4 separate regions of the Mus musculus genome follow, and regions 1, 2 and 3 are each linked to region 4. Evidence: chromatin contacts called from public ChIA-PET and HiChIP or PLAC-seq data. All regions are on one chromosome and are shown on one strand. Each heading gives the region's core, a stretch centred on a gene start, on an enhancer-like site or on the middle of the called end of the contact. The rest is flanking DNA. Distances are from core to core; before and after follow the strand shown.

The links. ChIA-PET counts read pairs in DNA pulled down with a chosen protein or histone mark. HiChIP or PLAC-seq counts read pairs in DNA pulled down with a chosen protein or histone mark.
Region 1: a contact with region 4 is called in an RNA polymerase II ChIA-PET map of memory CD8 T cells, with 42 read pairs. The contact joins the promoter of Slc7a6 here to the promoter of Pskh1 in region 4. A contact is called at or near these places in 1 of 484 Hi-C or Micro-C datasets (embryonic stem cells), 3 of 115 datasets of contacts at active chromatin or transcription factors (effector CD8 T cells, embryonic stem cells and memory CD8 T cells) and 3 of 9 other capture datasets (adipose tissue, liver and pancreatic islet).
Region 2: a contact with region 4 is called in an H3K27ac HiChIP or PLAC-seq map of microglia, with 4 times the contacts expected there. The contact joins the promoter of Smpd3 here to the promoter of Pskh1 in region 4. A contact is called at or near these places in 1 of 39 promoter capture datasets (pre-B cells), 1 of 115 datasets of contacts at active chromatin or transcription factors (microglia) and 1 of 9 other capture datasets (pancreatic islet).
Region 3: a FOXA1 HiChIP or PLAC-seq map of pancreatic cancer cells shows a contact between it and region 4. The contact joins the promoter of Zdhhc1 here to the promoter of Pskh1 in region 4. A contact is called at or near these places in 4 of 39 promoter capture datasets (cranial neural crest, frontonasal cranial neural crest, neural stem cells and 1 more) and 2 of 115 datasets of contacts at active chromatin or transcription factors (large pre-B cells and pancreatic cancer cells).

Annotation. Positions count from the first base shown.
Region 1 is chr8:106,166,040-106,171,825 of GRCm38.p6, forward strand. It overlaps Slc7a6 (solute carrier family 7 (cationic amino acid transporter, y+ system), member 6), which reads left to right and starts at 2,815. Exons shown (of 10, transcript NM_178798.4): 1 at 2,815-2,915.
Region 2 is chr8:106,335,876-106,341,688 of GRCm38.p6, forward strand. Smpd3 (sphingomyelin phosphodiesterase 3, neutral) reads right to left here and starts at 2,090. Exons shown (of 9, transcript NM_021491.4): 1 at 1,937-2,090.
Region 3 is chr8:105,494,818-105,500,427 of GRCm38.p6, forward strand. Zdhhc1 (zinc finger, DHHC domain containing 1) reads right to left here and starts at 2,245. Exons shown (of 14, transcript NM_175160.5): 1 at 1,993-2,245.
Region 4 is chr8:105,898,718-105,904,647 of GRCm38.p6, forward strand. It overlaps Pskh1 (protein serine kinase H1), which reads left to right and starts at 1,757. Exons shown (of 3, transcript NM_173432.2): 1 at 1,757-1,823.

The sequences.
Region 1 (5,786 bases), core at 1,565-4,064, 270 kb after region 4:
AGCTCTTTTTGAGCCCTACGGGTACCTCATTTTCATAGCTGCAGAGAAGGTATTCTGCCAGTGTCAGCCCGTTTGCTTGGGTGGCCTTTTGACTTCCCTGAGCCTCAGCTTCCTTATCTGATTGATAGATCTATCCTGCAGGGCGTGCCCATTGACCAAGAATGCTGATGTTGGAAAGCCTCAGGTCCCTGGTCTGGTGTCTTGTACCAGCTTTGGGCTCAGCAGATTCCCTATGTGGATGGGAGACAGCAATCACTGGAAGCCAGATTTCTATATATAGCTATTGCAAGGACAAATGGGTGGCTCTTATTGAATGGAGAGGCGATGCTGGAGGGACTGATTCCATAAGTGAAGGGTCAGGCTCAACTGACCTAAATCTATGCAGGCTCACTTATTCTTCCAGAAGGTGTGTAAGGATGTAAGGGTGTCCAGCTGCTGCCCAGGCTGCAATACCTACAGCAGTTTCCCCTCCCCAAATTCTAATAGTCACTGCCTGACTCATTGTGGATCTCTTGGTAATGGCGTTTCTCAGGTGGGGTAGGGAGCTTACATCAAAGAAGTATTGGTGGTCTCATATCCTGCTCCCCACCCCTCACCCCCCGTACTACCCTTCCTCTTGCTAGGGAATCAGAGTCTGGCTGCTGGCTTGTGCTGGGGAGCCTCCCTCATCCTCAGATCTGTTGGATTCCTGCCATGCTCCTTCTTTGGAGCTGGAGCCTGAACTCAGGGCCCCTTTGAGCTGCGTCAGAGACTGATCAAGGTTTCGAAGACGAGAACCCAAAAGGGGCAGCACCAACAAGGGGTCCTCAAGGACTGCATCCTACGCCTATAGGTTGTTAACTTCCTAAGAAACCTGGGACCAAAGGCTGTGTGGTTCCTATTAACATGTTAAAGTGGACGAGGCCAGGCTCTGTTACTACCCAATCAAGAAATTGTATTAGTATTTCTCGAGCCAGGTGTGGTGGCGCAAGCCTTTAATCCCAGCACTCAGGAAGCAGAGGCAGGCAGATTTCTGAGTTCGAGGCCAGCCTGGTCTACAAAGTGAGTTCTAGGACAGCCAGAGCTATACAGAGAAACCCTGTCTAGAAAAACCAAAAGAAAAAAAAAAAAGAATTAGTATTTCTCACCAGCTTCTCTTTCCTGTATACTCTCTGACATTTTGGCTAAGTGTTCTCTTGGTTCTTCTCATGGCCTCTTGGTCCTTGCCACCTCTCTTCATTCATTTGCTTGCTCTCTCTCTCTCTCTCTCTCTCTCTCTCTCTCTCTCTCTCTCTCTCTTTTCCTGCTTTCCCCCACCCTGTCACCTCTCATGGCCTGGTCTATCCTGTTGGCTATGTTCAGGCTGGATTCTTCCAAATGCCTCTGGCTGTGCTCTCCCTAATAGCTACAATAAAAACCTTCTCTTCGCCGGGCAGTGGTGGTGCAATGCCTTTAATTCTAGCACTTGGGAGGCAGAGGCAGGTGGATTTCTGAGTCTGAGGCCAGCCTGGTCTACAGAGTGAGTTCCAGGACAGCCAGGGCTATACAGAGAAACCCTGTCTCAAAAAACAAAAAACAAAAAACCTTCTCTTCAACCATACCTAGGAGTGATCATGTCCCTGTTTTTTTCATTCATCAGGAAGGAGGAAGGAGAGCACTTTAGGAGAGGTTTAGTTAATTATTTGGTTTTTCCAAAGTTTAAGTGTAACAGAACCCTGGCTGTCCTGGACTCGATTTGTAGACCAGGATGGCCTCGAATTCACATAGAGTGACTTCCCACTGCCTCCTGAATGCTGAGATTAAAGGTATGGGCACTATTGCCCGGCACACTACTTATCTCTCAATAAGGTTTAAATCTTAAGCGAGAAATGCAGAAAGAATGGGGTCCCTTGCAAACAAACTCCCAAGTCTGTTTCTTTCAAGGTATCTGACAAGTTGTAAATATTTAGCCAGGAGATATGTTCCTCCTTTAGATGTTTCGTCCACTTGATCTCCTAGCAGGCTATTCCTGGAGGAAATACTGATTTCTTGGGTTTTTTGTTCTTGTTTTTTGTTTTTTTTTTTTTTTTTTTGTTTTGTTTTGTTTTTAAAGTCTGATAGCCTACGAGAAAAGCACAACTGTCTCGTTAGACTATATTTATCCCTGCCAGACTGGTCAGTTGTTAGAAGGTCCGGTGGAATATAAAAGGCAGGAAGTCTTAGAATGAACGCCAGCGCCACTAGAGGAAAAAGATAACCTAAAAGGAGATAGAGGAGCAACCAACGGGAGAAGAAAAGGTCAGGATGTCCCAGCATCCCCAAGAGGGGTGTCAGCAGGGTCGGGGGAGACCAGGACAAAGCGAAGAGAGCCAGAAGTGGCAGCCTTCCTGGGTCTAATGGAGTCTGAACTGAGTGTCAGAGCACCGGTCCCGGGAGTGTATTTCTTCCTGGGTTCCCGGGCTGAAGGGAGGCAGTTATCTAGATAGGGAGGCGGTCCAGAGCTCTTTGTGTCAACTGTCTGGGGTCCCACTGGGCGTGCAGTCCCCAAAGGCCAAGGAGGAGAAGGTGTGTGTGGGCCCGTTAGAGCTCCAAGCAGCAGCATCCTCACGTGGAGCCCCAGAGGCTTCAAGTGACTGCGTGGGGAGCCGGGGAGTGTCCATCCCAGGTGAGGGTGACCGCACCCCAGTCACAGCCCGCGGGGAGAGTCCGGGCGCGGCCTGCTGGAGGCTGCTCCGTAACGGTACGCGGATCGCCCAGGGCCCCGGCGTGCTCCAGTGCCCGGAAGCAACGCCGCCTGGGGCCCCCGCTCCGAGCCGGGTCCCCTGGCGGCGCGCGCTGTCGCGATCCGGTGCGAGTGACGTGGCGTGGGCGGGGCTTGAGCGGCCGCCGGGGCGACGGCGCGACCGAGCATCCTGGAAGCTCCGGGCCACGAGGAGGTAGCTGGCGAGGCCGAGGAGGTGAGGGGCTGGCTCCGGTTCGGCTCGGGGTCGTTCTGGTGTGCGGCCGAACACTCTTGCGTGGCCTCCGTGGCCGCGTGCTGGATGCGGGGCCGGAAACCGCGTGGGGCGGAGGGCGCGGGAGAGACGCGGCGGCTGAGAAGAGGACGCCGGGAGCGTGGATCCCTGGAGTGGACCGCCGTGTGAGGAAGACGCAGGCGCGCGCGCGGGCGCGTGTGTGGGGAGAGAGACCCCGAGGGTGGCTTTGTGAGTGTGCAAGATCCCGAGTGTAAGGGGGACTGTTTGTGAAAAACTGTGAGATGGTGAGTGTAAGGGGCCGTGTGTGTGTGTGTGTGTGTGTGTGTGTGTGTTTGTTTGTGTGTGTGTGTAGACGGAAAAACCCAGAGTGCGAGGAGGAAAACCGTGGGCGTGAGGGTGGCTCTGGAGTGTGTGCGACCCTGAGAGAGACGGAGACGGTGAAGGAGGTTTGAGTGTGAGAGAAGCGGGCGTGAAGGCTGAAGGACTGAGCCCTTCGCAGTCCGTGACCGTGCGAGCCTGGGTGAACCTCCCTGGAGCACTGAGAGGTGGCGGAGGAGGAGGAGGAGGAGGAGGAGGAAGAAGCCGTTGTGTGTGAGGAGGGCAGAGACAGCAGGGCGGGTGTGTGAATGCAGGAATGCAGCTTCTTGGGGGCTGTTGAAACCTCTGACTCCGGTTGGGACTTTTAGAGTGCTGAGGTATTGGCGTTTGGGAACACGGTGCTCTTACTCTTTTGAGTGTCTCCTGTATTTTGTCGTCTCATTGGACCATCTCATGTCACAATTATCAGGAAATATTTGGGAAATGTTCGGAAAATTTCTGTTACTCTGCACACCAAGCCAAAAGGCTGGTCACCGCGTTGTGTAATGGGTCAGTATAAATAGAAAACACCTAATTTAACAAGTCTTGGGGAACCAATCGAGATCACTGGGTTATGTGTTGGAGAGAATGCAATCTCCGCTGTTATTGGGGGGCGGGGAGAACGACCCCTCTCAGTTTTGGGCAGCTCATCTAACAGGCTATATATGCTCAGCTGTTTGGCTCCTTATATCTGAGAGCCAATCGATCTCGGATTTAAAGACTTAGGGGGAGCAGATTTTAAAGTCTGCAACTGCTTCCTGGGGTCATTTTTACTTCTTTACCTGGTGAGGTCCTTGAGGAATCTACCCAGGCTTCCTATTTTGTTCAAGTTCCATTGTGATTTCATACAGATAGCTTTTGCTTCCCGACATGGGTCTTAGGCTGTTTACTTGAGTTATATTTGATTTTTCTTTCCTGGCAAATGTGTGGAAAAATCACCACCCTGGTGGAGAGAGAAGGCAGTACTTGCCATGCAAGTGGGTTTCATTTCTAGCACCTCGAACCAAAGAGAAAAAGAGAGACAAAGATGGAAACCATAAGCCTGATCCCCTCTCCATACCCTTCCCCACTGGAGACAGGGCTTCTGTGTTTAGCCCTGGCTGGACTCTTCTCTGTAGACAAGGATGGCCTTGAACTCAGAGATCAGCCTGTCCCTGCCCCCCCCCCCTTTTTTTTAAACCAAAAGCATGTTTCATTTATGTGGCTGGTCTGCTAAGTTTCTTGGTAGAGGAAATTCTAGAGTGTGGAGATGTTCTATAAAAGTTGTGTAAATGATGCTCTTAGAATCAGGGTTTCTCTGTGTAGCCCTGGCTGTCCTGGAACTCACCATGCTGACCTTGAACTCAGAGATCTTCCTGCCTCTGCCTCCTTACAAGAGGAAATAGTATCCTAATGCTTTCTATAAGTTAATATTTTTTTGATAAGTAGCTAAGAATTTATTCTTTGTTGTAGAGATTGAATGGCCAAAACAGAGAAGTAATTCCTTGAAGTAAGGAATAATTTTCTCTTTGGTACCCGACCCATTTGTGATCAAACAACTTTAAAAAAATGTGAATTTTTATTTAGTTTGGACAGGTGACTATTACCACTCTGTTCTTTATTTGCTTTTTTTTTTTTGTTTTGTTTTAATGATTTATAAAAAGGAATCTGTAGGGTTTGTTTGTTTGGTTGGTTTTTCTGAGACCCGGGTTTCTCTCTATAACCCTGGCTGTCCTGGAACTCACTCTGTAGACCAGGCTGGCCTTGAACTCAGAAATCCTCCTGCCTCTGCCTCCTGAGTGCTGGGATTAAAGGCGTGTGCCACCACTGCCTGGCTGGAATCTGTAGAATTTGCATACTTTGTAACAATGATGCTAGTAAAAGGGCTTAAAAATCATAGTGTTATGAAACATAACACATGTTATTAGTAAATAAATTATGCATTTATATTTTTAATTTTTTTTCAAGATAGAGTTTCATGTAGCCCAGGCTGGCCTCAGACTCTGTAACTGAGGACGACTTTTAGCATCCCAAGTGCTGGGATTATAGGCCTGAGCCACAATTTTGTTTTCTATTTTATGTTTTCTTTTTTTTTTTTTTTTTTTTAAAGATTTATTTATTATTATATGTAAGTACACTATAGCTGTCTTCAGACACACCAGAAGAGGGAGTCAGATCTTGTTACGGATGGTTATGAGCCACCATGTGGTTGCTGGGATTTGAACTCTGGACCTTCGGAAGAGCAATCGGGTGCTCTTACCCACTGAGCCATCTCACCAGCCCCCTATTTTATGTTTTCTAAAGAGTAATTTCTGGTGACTTATAATTTAAGATATGATGTCTAATCATTACTTAGGAGGCTGAGAGTTAGAGAGTTCAAGGCCCCCTGGGCTATGTAATGAATCCCAGGTTAGCCTGAGCTGCAACTGAGAGATCCTGTCTCAAGAAAAAGAAACAAAACAAGCGGAAAACCGGAGCCCTAGAAAAGACTGTTTAGCACATACTGTTGAAATAAGA
Region 2 (5,813 bases), core at 840-3,339, 440 kb after region 4:
AGCCAGTGGTTGTGATAAGGTAGGTTTTGGTCATTAGGGCAGCCCCCTACAGCATGATAAGGTGCTCCAGGGAATGAGGACTGATAAAGATTTCAGGGTCAGATTTGGGTGCCCAAAGGGCTAAAGAGGGTGTCACATTCTTGTGAAGTTTCACTGACTGGAATATAGCCAGTCCTTCAGGTTGGACCCGAGGCAGTTTAAAGCTGCCTTCATCCTGAAGTTGAACCTTAGGTCAGCAACTGTGACTTGAGAGTTAAAAGGATAACTGTCTTGCTACCTTCTACATCTAAGCTTGGTTCCTCTTCCTCCTCCTTCTTCCCACCCCTCCCCCAGCCATATGCATAGCCTCACCACAGCAAGGCACACGCGTGAATACTGGAGCATGGACAGACACATTCATCCAGTCACATTTTCACTCACGCTCTGCCCCACACACCACTATCAATAAAAATCACATCTAGCCACAAAACCAAATTTGTCCTAATATAGCTGATAGGGCATGAGGTTGAATGGGTTTAGTCAGCATGCTTCTTCAGATCCCCTCAACTGCAAGGTAGAGTCCCTGGTCATCCCTGTCCTCGTGGTCACAAGTCCTGCCTCTAGTAACCATCAATCCCATCGCATTCTTGGGGCAGGACTGGCAGTGGGGTTGGAAGGTGGGGACAGAGAAGAGTGTATGGCACAGGACCCAGCACAGCACAGCCACCTCCTCCCTCGGGATTTTCCATCCCGGCTCGCGCGGGCCCGCGAGGAGCGAGCGCGCTTTGTCTCTCTCGCTCTCTCTTCTCCTAGCACGTTTCCGTGGAAGCTACCCGTGCCGCGCCCGAAGCCCCCCTTCCTCAGCCGCGCCCCTCGCGCAGTCCAGCCCTGCACGCCTGCCAGTGCCGCCACCGCCGCTTTGTCCTCCCGTGGATGCCTGGGCAGAGCGCGAAAGCCGGGCACCTGAGAGCAACCCCTGCTCGCAGGGTACCAGATCTCGGCGTCCAGATCTGGAGCGCGCTCGGCATGCAGCGGAGCATCCCTCCAGGATCCGCGAACGCGGAGGAGCTGCGGGTTGCTGGAGAGGGAGACCACTGGGTCCTTTCCCTCAGGTGCCCATCTAGACTCTTAGCCGTGGTGCTGGAGCTCTAATTCCCGGGGTGTGGCGGAGCAAGAGAGATGATCTCCACTCTCTACTGCCTGGGACCTGGATCTAGGTGGAGAGGGCCTGGGAAATAAGATCCAGGTAGGGAGGGGTACCTCAGACTCTCACTTCTACCCACCTCCCACACCCAGGCTATTCAGACCTTAGGTGCGGCTCCATCACAGAAGACCCAAGCATCCATCAGTGCTTGGAGCAGGGTGGGGAGGAGTCCTGCAGCCCTTCACTTTCTCCATTCCCAAAAACAAATATCCCACAAAGAACCCAACTGTGAGCAAGTCATAAGGGGAGAGCCTGGATGTAAAGGAGGGCAAAGGGAAGGGTCTCCCTAACAACTCGAAACCTAGGAGAGTCTAAGAGGAGGGGAGGTGTCTCATCAGTCACATCCCAATCCCTGTTTGCAGCCTGTTTGCAGCCTCGAGCTGGGGTGTTGTAAGGAAGGGTCCCTCTATCTCCAAACCTCTCATCCCAGAACAGTCCCTCCATCCTCAACAACCCAAGCAGCCTTGACTTTAGGCGCAGGAAAAGGGAGACTCCAAGCCTTTTTCACGCTCTCCTACGAGAGACCAGAGAGGGTCTTCCAGCCCTTCATCCCTTACACTCAAGAAGCTCTTTCACCATACGACAAAACCCAGCCGAGGTTGCTCCGACCTCAGGCCCTGGGCCACGAAGAGGCCCGCAGTCAGTCCCTCCAGCTCCACGGACAGATGGTGTTAAGTGCGGCGAGGACACGTCCCATCAACTCCCCAGGCCCCCCTCTCCTCAATAAAACAAAAGCAAGTCCTTAGCACCCACCTCAGGTGGCGCACAGGAGGGCGCTCGGTGCGGGGCAGCGCACGCGGCGCCTCCCAGCTCCTCGCGACCGGGGCTTCCTAGAGACGGCTCTCGCGGCGGCGATGGTTACAGCGACCGCGGCTCTGGCATCCGGAGCCTCCCTCGGACTCAGCACCTGGAGCGGCGAACAGCTCCGCGCCTCATTCCGCTGACCCCGCCTCCCGCGAGCTGCTCTGGCCAATGGAGACGCAGGATCCGCCCAGGAGGTTGCCTATTGGGAGGTTCCGGTCCCTCCGTTGGGACCTCGCCCCCAGAGACCGCCCAAGTGTTTGCTCTGCCTGCTGGAACATGTAGTCTCTTAGGGCTGTGGAGTGGGCTCGTGCCGCGGGCTTGTAAACAAATGGACTACATTTCCCAGAGTGCATTGAGGAGCCCTAGGCGCGGAGGAGGGTGGGAGGACTGTTTCCATAGCAAACTCAGCCCCTTGGGGAATGGGGGATGGGGAAGTGGGGCAGGCCTTGGGACCCTTGCAAGACCACATGTGATCTGTGGTTAGCGTCTTGGAAGACGGATTCGGTTATCTTTTTCTCTCTGTTTCTACTTGAGGACCCTGGGCCTCAGTTTCCCTGTCTAGGAAGAAAGGTAACGAGACGGCCTCGCTGCAACACTCGGTGGAGCCAATCGAGAGCGAGACGCTTTGGTTCCTCCCCACCAGAGATAAAGGATACTGGAGGAGACCTTCACACCTCAATCTGAACTTTTATATTTTTTCCTTAATTCTGACACTGAAGGTTTGTTTGTTTTTTTTGTTTTGTTTTGTTTTTTTGTTTTTTTTTTTTTGTTTTTTTTCTTCTGGCCACATTCCTTGCGCCACTAGGACCTTTCCTTCTTGTCCCCACATTTTTGCAGTCTCTCCTTCAGTACTTTCTGGTAGAGTGAGCTGCTTCTGCCTAAAACCTTTCACAGGCTTCCTCGGGCCTCTGGGATCAAATCCACTTTTCACAGCAAAGCTGGAAAGTCCCTTGAGAATTGGACTCCACTCTCGTTTGCATCGTTCTGAACTTTGGAAACTGGCAAGCCTTGAGTACTGATTTTTCTCTCTTCCTCTGATCCCCTCCATCATGCCGTCCTCCAACTCCTCAACATCCTTTAAGCCCCAGTTTAAATGTTGCCTTGATGTGTGACGACTTCCTTGATGTTCTGCCGAGTGTTGCACATCTTCTGTGTCTGTCAGCCTCTACTTCCCCTATTTGATTTGCATGTTTACACACCCAGCTTCCTCATGAAACTAAACTTATAAAGCAGAGGCAAGTCCTGTATTATTCATATTTATAGTTCCGTGTCTACAACCTCTGACATACAGGAGGCACTCAACAAATGCTGAGATTTACCTATAGTTATTGAAAATGAACAGCGGTTTATCTGATTTCAGCATACACCTTCAAAAAATGTTTATTTTCTAAGGTGTTTCCCACTCCTAAAGATGTTCACTAGAAGGATGCTACTGGTTGAAAAAAAAAAGTTTAAATGCCATTCATACTTTTAGGATTGGTTGGGATTTTGTCTGAATGTCCCAGGGTCTTTCTACTACTGTGGTTCTAGAGAAATATATTTGTGCCTGCTATTCCTGTCAATTCCCCCACTAAATGTCACCAGTTCCTCTATTTTAGCTGTTGGCCCTACTTTCTATGTCTAAATGCCTGCCTCCCACTCCCTTTCTGGGAAGATCTTCTCTCACCTGTCAGTCATGAAATAAGATGCTGGCTGGCCTTTAAACCTTCTGCTCAGCATCATAGGACTCCACAGTGATTTCCTGCCTTGCTAGGTAGCATTTTTTCCTCCTGAATCCCCAGGAAAGATTCTGATACTGACTAGATGTCTCATTAATTCCATCCATAGTTTGTTTGTCATCGTCCTAGAAGTTTAGGGTGTATGAAAACACAACCATTCTGGAAAGAATGCCTTCATGTGCATAGTTGATTCACACTGGGAAAGGAAGTAACTGGAAAGACTACTATTCCAAACAGAGCCTGAAAGAAAGGAAGCCTGCTATCCCGGTACAGAACAAAGGCTAGGGCAGAGGATGAATAAAATGTTAGTTCTTCCCTAACAGGACCTCGAGTAAGCCTCGCAGAGGGGCTTTGATCTTGGCTAAATCATGGAGGAAGGCCACTGGGGCTGACTTAATAGACACAGCCTCATTACTAAGGATGAGTTACTCATTACTGCCAGGAGCACAGGGAAATGGGATGTGTTGAAGCTCAGTATCCAAGTCTGTGGATACAGTGAGAGCAAAGGCTGTTGGGAGAACAGAACTATGCCATACAGTGGACATCCACAGAAGCCTAGCGAAGAAACCCACCAAAAGCCGGAGGTGAAGCCCTTGGAGGTCAGTTGAGCCCTTTGAAAGTATCGCTAGGGCAGGAAATTAGATTGACAGAGCACCTACCTACCTGTACACGGCCTTTTGTCTGACTCCGAGTATTGCCCCTCCCACAAAAGTTATGCTAATTTTCAGGAAATGGTACCAAACAGGAAAAAAGTTAAGGTTCCTGGATTCTCCCAGAACCCCCGTGGGTACTTAAATAAAATCTGCTAGAGTCGAGAAGCCAGGTCCTAATCCTGATTTTTATCTCTGATTAGATGTGTGACCCTGGGCTGGACCTGTTTCTTCAGCTATAAAATGCTGTTTACTGGTGTTAGGAAGAAGCTAATAAGGGTACAGGTGGGGAAATTCAAACCCATTTGCTGGCTTACAGAAACTGCCTTCTGGGGTTTATAGTTTGCTTATTTGAAAGAGTTGCAAGGGATAGATAAAGCTGCCTTGTGTGAAGCATTTCACACACATTAGGACTCAGCAAACGCTTTTCTACTTTTAGATTTTTGGGTTTTTTTGTCTTGTCATCAGATATCCGTTCGACTGAGGAAACAGGGGATGATGATACCCAGGGCAATTAGGGTTTGACTCTCTCCCCTCTCTTCGTACTTGCATGACTCGCTCAGGTTATTTAAGCTTTAATCTCTTGCATCCCAGTGTTCTCATCCGAGAAATGGAGGTGATGATACCTCAGAGCTGAGAGGATGACCTGGATGAGTTATAGTGCCCGACACATGAAAAAATGGTCAGTAGATTTAGTTTCTCATTTTAGGGGCAATTTTAGAATTCCCAATGGAATGGAATTCCGGGTGCCTAGCAGCTAGCGTTGTAGAAGATTCCAGAAGAATGTCATGCTAGTTTCCTCCTGCTTACAGAGGAAAACAGAGGGGGCTAGAGGGATGGCTCAGTAGTTAAGAACACTTGTTGCTCTTGCAGAGGACCTGGTATTACAGTACCAACCTGGTATCTCAAAACCATCCAGGCAGTAATTCCAGGCAGCCTAACATCCTCTTCTGGCCTCCCTGGGCACCAGGCAAGCATGTGGTACACAATTATACTTGCAGGCAAAATATTCCTACACATAACTAAATAAATATGAATAATTTTTGTAAGTCTTTAAAAATAAAAAGGCAACAGGCAATGGTGGCACATGACTTTAGTCCTAGTACTTAGGAGGCAGAGGCCGATGGATCTCTCTGTTTGAGGCCAGCCTGGTCTATAGAGCTAGTTTGAGGACAGCCAAGGCTATACAAAACCTTTCCAGAAAACCTAGAGGAATAAATAAAAATAAGGGATAGTGGTGGAGAGATGGTTCAACCATTAAGAACTTTAGCTGTTCTTCTAGAGAACCAGGGTTCAATTCTAAGCCCATGGCAGCTTACAACTCTCTGTAACTCCAGTTCCAGGGGATCTGACATCCTCATACAGACAGACATGCAGGCAAAACACCAAACAATGCTCATAAAATAAAGTCATTCAAAATGAATTAAAAAATAAAACCAAGCTGGGCAGTGGTGGTGA
Region 3 (5,610 bases), core at 995-3,494, 400 kb before region 4:
CTGGCACTCTTAGGGGTCTGGTCAAAGTTGGAAACAGACACTGGGCATGAAACAGAGCTGCTGGGCAGGACACTTGTCTAGCCCTTGACCAAGAACGGGTGGTACCCTGTGAGCCCAGAACAAGGCCGAGGTGCACTCTACAGGAGGGGTACACTCCTGAGCAGCTGGCCTTCCTCTCCTAAGATTCCCCTGAGTAATTCTAAATCACGTTTTCAGTCTTTCCCCAGGACCTGCTTCTAAAATAATTCTCACTGAGATCTACTGTGCCTCCGTTTAGACCGCATACAGGGGAGCCGGGGAGAAAACGCTTTGCAGAGCACATTGGTTTAAGTGCAGAGAGTCACTTATAAAAGACTTCTAGGGCAAGTACAGTGTTTATTAAAACTCCCCACAGGTGCCAGGAAAATCTGTGTTCTTAAACAGTCTAAGTAGCTACGGTTCAACTGAGGGATACATATCACATCACTTCCAGAAAATAAGCTAGAGCTTAAAGCTGTTCTCAAAGGCCTCTCTGGTCTTTGGTCTCAGATAATGCGGCTGGGCCTTTACTCTCTCTCTCTCATAAACAATATGCTGAAGTCAGTTGCTATGGCAAGAGAAACTTGAAATGGTTCCTGAGTTGACATGCTGCGCAAACATTTCCATATTGTTCTCCTCCGCAGCAGCCACCACAAACACTGGGATACAAGTCCAGGAAGAGTAACAGAGGGCAGCAGGGACCAGAAACCAAATCAAGGGAAGGAGGCAAGGGTTGCTGACTTCTAACCAGGAAATCAACTGGTGATTGTAGGAGCCAGCCTCGGGGAACACCCACCAAGAAAAGTCATTAAGAACAAAGGGTGACAGAACAAAGTAAGAAAAACAATAGGGGGAGAAAAATCTAGGCTAATTAAACACCACAGCTGCTTTTATTACATCTCCTGGTGATTATCTGTATACAGCTGGTCTCCCACAACCAAAACATCAGCTCCACAAAAGGAGTGACCACCCTCATCTAACCTAGCTCGCCCTTGGTAAAGGAAGTGAAGCCACCCACTTCTTACCAGCTCTGCTACCCTAAGATCACTGAGCCCTTATGCTGTTTCCATAATAACAGCCGTTGCTGCCACTTAGAAGGCACTTATTCTACGCCAGGCGCTGCTTGAAGCGCTTACACAGAAATTCACTTAATTCAATACTCTGAGGTAGCCCTATGATTTCAAACTGTTCCCACAGATCTCTAGTCCTTGGTCTCATATGTGGCCTCCCCCATCCACCCCACCTCCACGATCCCCTGTTACTTTGTCTCATGACACGTGACACGAGAACATGACAACAACACTCCGTATGCACAGATGAGGACCGGGAGAGATTTGTGGGTTCCAGGAGGCTCGGCTACACTCGCTGCACTATGGTAATCTTCAAATGATTTCTGCTCAGCAGACAGAGAGGATAAAGCCCTTTTGAAAATTTGAAACTCATTAAACGCTTCAGGGACTCCCTTCACGTTCTGGGATAAAAGTTGAAAACCCTCACTTTAGGAACTACCCTAGCATTTCCGTCCCATACTATACTAATGCTCTGCTACCTGGACTTTTTTGTTCGCTTTTCCCTCTTTCAGAAACACCCTTCCCCTAGTCGCAATTCCGGCTCCTTCCCAGCCTCCGTGTTTAAGCATCACCTTTAGGGCCCACCCGAACCCTTAATGAGACCTGAAATTACTCTAGTCACGTGTCTGGCGCCTGTTTCCCCAACCCATCACTTAATTCTCTGTGGGTTGCGAAGGCTGAAGGCTCGGAGGCCCGACGCATGGCACATTGCCTGGCGATCGGTGGGCGCTCAGTGCGGATCTATGGCCCTGATTAATGATAAAAGGAAGTCCCGCGCTCCACTGGGTCGGCGAAACCCAGCAGCAGGCCGAGACAGGCCCAGAGTCCCGCCAGGCACCGGCGCAGCGCGGGCCGGTGGCTCAGGCCAAGCTCGGAGGTGAGAAACGCTGCAGCCGCTCCTCACCTGCGCGTGGTGGCAGCCGCGCCAGATGCGGCCTGCCAAGGTCAGCCAGCGGCTCGGCCCCGCCCTGCCCGTCCACCCTCCCCAGGGCGGCCGCACTTCAGACCGTCCGGGCAAAGTCGGTCCCCCGGACACGGAGGAGACGCGTCCCGGAGCGCGGCTCCATCCCGGACGGAGGTTGGGCCTCAGAGTCCTTCCGCCTTAGCAAGGACCCGCTGGCAGTGCAGCCGTGCCAGGCCAAGGCAGGCTGGGCCTTGCCCGGCGCGGGGCCCGTTCCCCTGGCAACAGCGCGAACTACGGCGCCCCACAGCGGCCAAACCGCGCTGCGTCACTTCGCAGGAGCATCGTGGCTCTGGGCGGAGTTTGCCAAGTGCCCCCTGACTCTAAAGCATGCCCACTCTCATTTTCCCCCATAACCTTTCACAGGGAAAATACACTCTCTTCCACCTCCCATCTACAATTTGTCTTCCAAGAATCCTACTCTCCTCAAAACGTGTCATGTATCTAGTTTCTCCTCTAAATCACTCTTGGGAAGACCCCAACTAATCTAGGGTTTTTGCTCATTTTCTTTTATTTTAAATTGTGTGTGAGTGTGTGTACATGTGCGCGCACGTGTGCATGTGTGTATTAGAAACAGGGTCACATGCTGGCCTCAAATTTGCGATTCTCCCACCTTTGCCTCCCAAATTTGCTGGAATTCTAGTAAAGATATGGCTGCTGCACTCTCAAAGTATGTGTTAAGTGCCAGGCACATCATGAGGAGCACTCAGGGATTCCTGCCCTTGAAGGAAATAACAGGTTGAAGGAGACAGACCTAAACAAATGCCTTACCCAACTGAAAATGTGAGCAACTACAATGTAAGGTGTGAAGTATAAGAATTTAGTATTGATAACACAAAATGTCTAATTTTTTTCTTCAAATGTTTTGTTTTTTGTTTTGGGGGGTTTTATTGTTTTTGTTTAGGGGTGTGATGGGGATTGAGACAGAGTAGTAGCCCTGGCTGACCTGAAACTCACTATGTAAACCAGGCTGGCCTCAAACTCACAGATCTGCCTGCCTCAGGCTCCAGAGTGTTAGAATTGAAGCATGTGCCACCACATGCTTTTTTTAAGAAAAGATTTATTTGAGGGGAGCTGAAGAGATGGATCATAGGTTAAGAGTAATGGCTGTTCCTCCAGAGGTCCTGAGTTCAATTCCCAGCAACTGCATAGGGGGTGGGGTGGGGTGTTCATAACCATTTATAATGGGATGTGATTCCCTCTCCTAGTGATATATATATATCACTCATATATATAAAATAAATAAACAAACCTTTAGAAAAAGATTTATTTGTGGGTCAGGGGGAGTCAGAGAGATGGCTCAGCAGTTAAGAGCACTAAGCACTCTTCCAAAGGACCCAGGTTCAAACCCTAGCACATGTATGACAGCTCACAACTGTCTGTAACTCCAAGATCTGACACTCTCACACAGACACACATGCAGGCAAAACACCAATGCACATTTTTTTTTTAAAGATTTATTTATTTATTATATGTAAGTACACTGTAGCTGTCTTCAGACACTCCAGAAGAGGGAGTCAGATCTTGTTACAGATGGTTGTGAGCCACCATGTGGTTGCTGGGATTTGAACTCCTGACCTTCGGAAGAGCAGTCGGGTGCTCTTACCCACTGAGCCATCTCACCAGCCCACCAATGCACATTTTAAAAAATTAAAATAAAAAGACTTGTTTGGGGGCCAGGAATGACAGCTCATGCCTTTGATCCCAGCACTCTGGAGGCAGAAGCAAGAGGATCTCTGTGAGTTTAAGTCCAACCTGGTCTATATAGTGAGTTTCAAGCCACTCAGGGCTATGTAGTTAGATTCTGTCTGGAAAAAGACAATTATTATTATTACTATTTATTATATGTGTTTGTGTCTGTACTCCATGGAGCCAAAGATGTCAGGGCCTGTTGGAGCTGGAATTACAGGTGATTGTGCTGGGTGCTGGGAGCCAAACACAAGTCCTCTACAAAAGAAATACAGGCTGCTGACCACTGAGCCATTGCTCCAGCCCCAAAAGATCTAAATTCTTTATTGCCCTTAAATCAAGCATAATTCCTTTTAGAAGCTCCCATCTTCAAATTCAATATAGGTCTCCTCCACTAGACTCTCTCGTCCCAGATTACTCCAAAGGACTTAGAAACACACACACACACACACACACACACACACACACACACACACACACACCACACTCTCCTGTCAGGATTCCTCTCTGCTACTGCCCCAGGCTACAGAGATTTTCTAGTTAGAACTCTGGGGGCCCCTTCTGGAACTTCTAGGGGACAGAACCTCTCTCTCTCTCTCTCTCCCCTTAGCCTGGCAGCACTCATATTACTCCTAGCACTGGAAGGCAGAGGCAGGGAGATCTCTGTGAGGTTGAAGCCAGCCTGGTCTACATAGTGAGACCCAGGACAGTTTTGAAAGCTCTAAAATGGTAAGTTCCTGGGGTAGCTACCCCACACTGGGCAGATAGGAACAGAAAGTGTATCTATCACTACAAATATGTAAGTCACATGTGTGAAGTAAATGTGACATAATTCTGCTCTGTCACATGCCAATCTGGGTCCTTATGCAAGTTAACCTCTCTATAATTTAAATTCTTGCTTTTAGGACTGACTGATAAAGCTCAAATTTGAAGATAATATCAAGGTTATTCTGGCTTCAGAAACACATATGACTCCTCAGTTGTTATCTGGAAACAGAGAACCCAGAGTCAGATAGAGAAATGAAGATGGAGGAAGGGTTAATTAATGTCCCCAGCAAGGAAAGAGACTCAGAGTCATAGCCTTCTACACCCCAGAGTCTCCTACCTCCAGGATACATCTCCTGCATGTCTAAAGAGCATCCTGCATGCAACAGATCCCTATATTCCTTCTTAGATTTTTTTTTTTTTACCGAAAACCCTGGTCCTCCTGGAGAGCACTACTCCAACTGAGCCTTTTGGGAAGAAGCACTATCAAGCTCCTTAGCAGCCCATCTCAGAGGCATCTTCACAAACACATTAGTTACTTACTTCCTGTGTCCGCGCTAAAATACCACGACAAGGCGGATTATAGAAGCATGTGTTTGGGCTTATGGTTGCAGAGGCATGAGTCCGCCAGGGCAAGGCAGCCATGGTGGCCAGCGGCAGTCTGTGTAGCAGGGGCAGGAAAACCGAGAGAGGGGAGCAGGAAGCAGAGAAAGCAAACTGAAAGTACAGTGACACCGTACTCTCTCCAGTCCGTTCCCAGTGGCAAACTTCCTTCTGCAAGGCTGCAGCTCCTAACCGCCCCCAAACAGCGCCATCAGCGGGGGACCAAGTGTGCCTAAGCATGTGAGAGACATTTCTCACTCAAACCACTACCTTCCACTCTCTGGCCCCACAGGCCATTAGCCTTATGATAATGCATTTAATCAAACTTCAAAAGTCTTCATAGCCTTTCTTTCATAGTTCTCAACACAGCATAAAGTTCAGGTCTCTTCTGAGACTCAGGCAATGTTTTTGGTTATTTGTTGTTGTTGTTGTTGTATTTTGTTGTTTTGGTTTTGAGACTATGTCTCCCTGGCTGGCCTGAAACTCATTACTTAGACTAGACTG
Region 4 (5,930 bases), core at 507-3,006:
GAAAGGCTTGAGGGTGACATCTTCCCCGAGAATTCATATAACTGTGGAAATGTCAGAGCTGGATTTGATCCCAGATTTGGCCCCAAAATCAATGCTCCTTTTTTGTTGTTATTAAAATTATTTATTGGGCTGGTGAGATGGCACAGCAGTTAAGAGCATTGACTGCTCTTCCAGAGTTCATGAGTTCAAATCCCAACAACCACATGGTGGCTCACAACCATCCGTAATGACATCTGACGCCTCCTCCTGGTGTGTCTGAAGACAGCTACAGTGTACTTACATAAAAAAAATAAACCTTTAAAAATTATTTATTTATTCACTTTATCACCCCTTCCTTTCCTCTCAGTAATCAGTCACACAGGTCCTTCCCCCATCCACTTTCCCTGTCTCTTTTGAGAAGGGGAAGCCCTACTCTGGGTATCACCCCTCCTCATGCTGTTTTTTTTAGGCAAGGTCTCCCTGTGCAGCAGCCCTGGGTATCCTGTTGCTATAGACAGACCATGCAGGCCTTGAACTCAGAGGTCCCCCCTCTGCTTCCCAAATCACACCAGGCTGGGTTAAAGTTCATGTTTTTAGTAATCCCATAACCCTTTGAGAAACAAATTTCATTGCTGCCATTTTGAAAGATGGTCTTAATCTGTATCCCAAGAAAACTTATAACTTCTATAACCTGGCCTTTTTTTTTTTTTAAACCTCTCACTGCAATATCCCCTTAAATTCCTGAGTGCCAGGATTATAGGCATGTGGGAACACACTGATGAATTTTTTTATTGAGATAGGACCTTAATAAATACACCAGGCTAGCCTCAAACTAAAGTCTTTCTTGTTGCTGCTTCCAAAGTACTAGGATTACAGGCTAACGATGTTTTGTCTTTTTTAAAAAAGTAAAAGTTGTTTCAAAACCTAGTGTGTTAGTACAAAAAAAAAAATCTTTATTTTTTTAATTAATTAATTTTTTGTTTTTTTTTCAAGACAGGGTTTCTCTGTATAGCCTTGGCTGTCCTGGAAGTCACTTTGTAGATCAGGCTGGCCTCGAACTCAGAAATCTGCCTGCCTCTGCCTCCCGAGTGCTAGGATTAAAGACGTGTGCCCCCACGTCCAGCTTCTTTGTTTATTTTTGAGACAGGTTTCTCTGTAATAGCCCTGACTGTCCTGGAACTAGCTTTGTAGACCACACTGGCTTGGAACTCAGAGATCCTCCTGCCTGAGTGCTGAGATTAAAGGAATGTGCCCACCATGTCAAGCTTGGTAACAATCTTTTTTATTCGTTATTTTATTTTATAAATCTCGTGATTCATTTGTGTTTGCATCAATACATTAACAATCTTTTTTACTTTTTATTTTATGTTATAAATCTCGTGATTCATTTGTTTTTGCATCAATACATTAAAAAAAATTAGCCCTGGCGTGATGACACACTCCCTTGCCCTTCAAGAACTCCTTCATCTATAGAAGAATCTTGCCATTTTTTTTCCATTTCTCTCGGTCATTACCTTTCCCAGAACTTTTCCCTCCACAAATGGCTCCCCAGCGGTGTCTAGCGGCAAACAGACCCACCCCTGGAAAAGAGCTCTGCTCCGCCCCGAAGACGTTGATTGGCAGGCACTCCGAACCCCCCCCCCCCCCTACACACACTTGCGTTCGCGTCTGGAGGCTCCGCCTCCCTTCCGTCCCTTGGCCGCCCAAGTTTGTTTTGGCGTCAGGCGCGCGCAGTAATGACGCCACCACGCTGACGCGGGAGGATGGCGGCGGCGCCCGTGGCCTGGGCTGGGAGACGGTGGGCTGAGCCGCCGAGACTCCGGAGAGCCCGCCGCCCGCGCGAGGTGAGGCCTTCCGGCTCGGGGCTTCGGCCTGACCGGCGTGAGGGGCCTGCGAGTTCAGCCGCGGGCGCAGCCAGGGCCTGGCGCGACTCCGAGCCCTCGGTCCCCGTGCACTGGGGCCTGTGGGCTGGGGAGCAGGCCGGGCTGTGGCTACCCGCGGTCCCCAGGCATGGCCTCGAAACCTCCTGCCGCGTTAGGCCCGATGGACTTGGTCATCTGCCTGTCTGTGGCCCAGCCGTCCCGCGTCCAGCGCGGGTCAGGTTGATCTAACCTTGTTGTGTGCGGCGCCTACTCCACACCCTTCCCTTGCGACTGAACGCCAGGGTCCTGCGGGGGCCATCGATCGCTTCCATGTACTGGCTGGAAAAAGGGCCAGAGTCCAGCTGGGTCGCTTGCAAGGCAAACCTGTCATACTTATAAGGAGAGCCCCGCTCAGTCCTCTGAAGCTGCTGCGTGTATAATTCGCACCAGAAAAATCACTCGTTAAAATTGCCTCCTTAGTCACTGTAGGGAAAAACTAAACCTTGTAGCCTGCAGCATTCAAAGCTTATCATAATCGGATGTGGCCTACCTAGCCCTGCAGAGAACGCCTGGGCACGTCTGTACTGCGATTATGTAGTGTTTTGTTGAGGCATGTGAGCCTCCTATTAACTCTGTGGTTTCATACCCTCGAGGTTCAGATAGCTGCTTTCTCGGTTTGTGAAACTTCCGTTCATTTCCACCCTCACTCACCAGTAGAGGAAATTAACCTGTGTCTTTTTGAATCTATCACCAATGTCTTTTCCTTGGAAAACTGTCTCCTGCGTTCACACAGTAGTAGTGTTTAGTTAAAGCTATCGGGACACTGACTTGAATAGATACAGATTAAGCCTTGGGGGAACATCTGTCATGGCCAGCATTTTGAGATAGTCACAGCAAACAGTGACATCTTGAAGTATTTTTTTTCAAGATACAAATTCAAGAGTTTTACTCTTCTCTAGATGTGGTAGACTACACTTCCGATCAATAAGGGCTAGTTTAGGCTACATAGTACATTTAGGACGAACCTGGGCTATATGAGACCCCGTCTCAAAAACAAAATACTCCAAAGCCCTGGTTTGGTGGTGCATGCCTGTGATCACCGCACTCCTGAGAGAGAAGCAGGAGGATGCCCAAAAGTTAAAGGACAGTCTGATATAGTGAGGCTGTCTTGGGGGTGGGGTGGGGGGAGTCTTCACTTTATTTTTCTGCTGATTTCGTTGATGGAAATTGAACTCAGGGCCTGAACCCTTTTCACTTAGCTACATGGTCAGCTTACAATGTATGGTAGCTTAAATGCTGTAACCCCAGCATTTGCGAAGCAGAAGGAGCAGGATTACCATGGTACTTGAGATGATCCCAGACTGCATATCGAGTACCAAGTCAGCCAGGACTACAGAGTGAGACCCTGTCTCATGAAGCAAAACAAAAAATAAGAAAGAAACAAGATATGAGGTAGAAATCTGTGCTTTTAAAGTTTTTTTTAAGTCTCCTTCCTCCCCCTGTACAGTGATTGATCCTGGGCATTTTGCATTCTAACAACTGAGCTGTGTCCCCTTTTCAGAAAATTGTGAAAATGATGCAGTCAGGGCATAGTTGTGCACACCTGTAATTCCAGCATTTAAGAGACTGAGGCAGGAGGATTGCTCTAAGTTTGAGGTCAGTCCTGCTTCTATAGTGAGTTCATCAGTCAGTGTAGCCTGGGCTACAGAGTGAGACCCTGTCTTGAAATTAAGAAAGCAAAGCTAATGATATTACTGTACTTCTTGGATGAAGATTTGTGCTATTGCCCCTGGAAGCTACTGGCCTTGTAGACTCCTGTTATGGATCGTTGCCCATACCTTGGAAAGACTTTGAAAGATCTAAATATATGCCAATAATGTTCTATTGAGGTACACCCCTAGCCCCAGAAAACTTCCCTGTCCATCTGTCTATCTCCCTGTGTGTATGTGTGTGCTCACTCGTGTCGGTGAGTAGGTAGGTAGGTTGGAGACAGTTTGTGAGAGTTGGTTCTCCTGTTGGTTCTAGATAGAATCGGGGGTCAGTCTTGACAGCAGGTGCTTTTGCCACTGAGCTCTCTTGCCAGCCACATCATGGTTGATGTTTTTGGTTTGGATCTAATCAAGACTAATACCACTGAGGTAGAACCCTGGCCATCTTTTTCACTTTTGATTTTTTTTTAAAAACATTCTTTTTTTTAAACAATATTTATTTATTTATTATATGTAAGTACATTGTAGCTGTCTTCAGACACTCCAGAAGAGGGCATCAGATTTTATTACGGATGGTTGTGAGCCACCATGTGGTTGCTGGGATTTGAACTCAGGACCTTCAGAAGAGCAGTGGGCACTCTTAACCACTGAGCCATCTTGCCAGCCCCACTTTTGATTTTGAGATGGGGTTTTACTACGTTATCCAAGCTGGACTTCAACTCACTCTGAGACAGGTCTTGGGATTTTCCTGCCTCAGCTTCCTGAGTAGCTTGGATTATGGGCCTTTCCCACAAGCCCCAGCTAGATAATGTCATCATTTCCCACCCCACCCCAGGGTTCTTTGTGTAGTTCTGGCTGTCCTAGAACTCATTCTGTAGACCAGGCTGGCCTTGAACTCACAAAGAGTTCCTGTCTCTGTCTCTTGGGTGCTGGGATCAAAGGCACACACCACTACTGCCTGGCAAAAACGTCTTCTAAAATTGTTCTTCATATTGTCTGTGTGTGGGATGATGCCCTGTGTCTTGTGTTTTCTTCAAGGTCATTTGTAGGTATCTGAGAGCTCTGATAACATCATTTCTCATCAGATAGATACAGTTGATCACTCCTCTAAAGGGATTTAGGGTTCTAATTTACTAGAGGGTGAGTTTGCTGAATAGGCAAGTTTTCTAAGTCTAATTGTAATCCTGTGCTTAAGATGAATAAATGAGCCAGAGAAAGTGCAGCCTACAGGAAAGTTGCCTCTGACTTTGAGGTATAGTTTCACATTGTAGATTTCCTTGTCACTTGGAACAGAATGTCCTTGAGAATCCAAATGCTTGTGGGATCTGAAACAGATGCTGAAGTCAGTCACAAGGTCATAGTTGGATGAGTGAAAATTTGGTTTGGCCTTTCATTTGGCTTTGTTAGTATGAGGATGGTCTATGAGCTACTCTGACCTTCCTCAGTGCTTAACCAGCCGTGTGGTGATGTTACTGTGCTGTAAGCCGTTGACACTATTGACCCTTAAACTTCAGGACAGCTCAGAGGAGCTGTCTTCATTGACCTAGAGCACTAGACAGTAGTGTTATTCTCTGTGTGTATCTTGACATATGGAGAGAATTTGAGAAGTAACGCCCTAGAAAGAGGTAAGGAATTCTGAGAACTGGAAAGAGGCTTTTCCAAACACCTTTTGGCTAGGTCATCACTGACCTATTCTTGACACAGTCTTTCATTGTCAGCATAGTCGATGTTAAGGTAGAAATATGTGTGATGTTTTCCTTTGCTGTAAGAAAATTAGCTGAGGGACTTTTTCAGGCTGCAGATTTGAAGTGGCCTTTCTGGGCGTCATAAGAGTGATGGGTCAGCTGGGATTGGTGACCCACTTCTTTAATCCCTGTACTTGGGAGGCAGAGGCAGGGGATCTCTGTGAGTTCAATGCCAGTCTTGTCTACGTAGTGAGTTCCAAGACAGCCACAGCCACTGTCTAGTAAAAAAATCTGTCTTGAAAAAAAAATTAATGGGTCAAAGGATTTTATGAGGACTGTCCAGACTGTAAATCCCTTGAGAGCAAAGACTGTCTTCTTTTTATCACTGTCCTAATAGAGTTTTTCCAAGGCAGGAAATCAGTAAACATTTGTGGGCTAGGAAAGGAGAACTCAGGGAAAATTACTAGATCAGTATTTCTGAGGGTGGGGTTAATAAAAATGTAACAATTGCCAGGCAGAGGTTGAATGCACACACCTTTAATCCCAGTACTTGGGAGGCAGAGGCAGGCAAATCTCTGAGTTCAACTGAGGCCAGCCTGGTCTACAGAGTGAATTCCAGGACAGCCAAGGCTATATAGAGAAACCCTGCCTCAAAAACAAAAGGTTGTTTTCTGACCTCTATATGCATGATATAC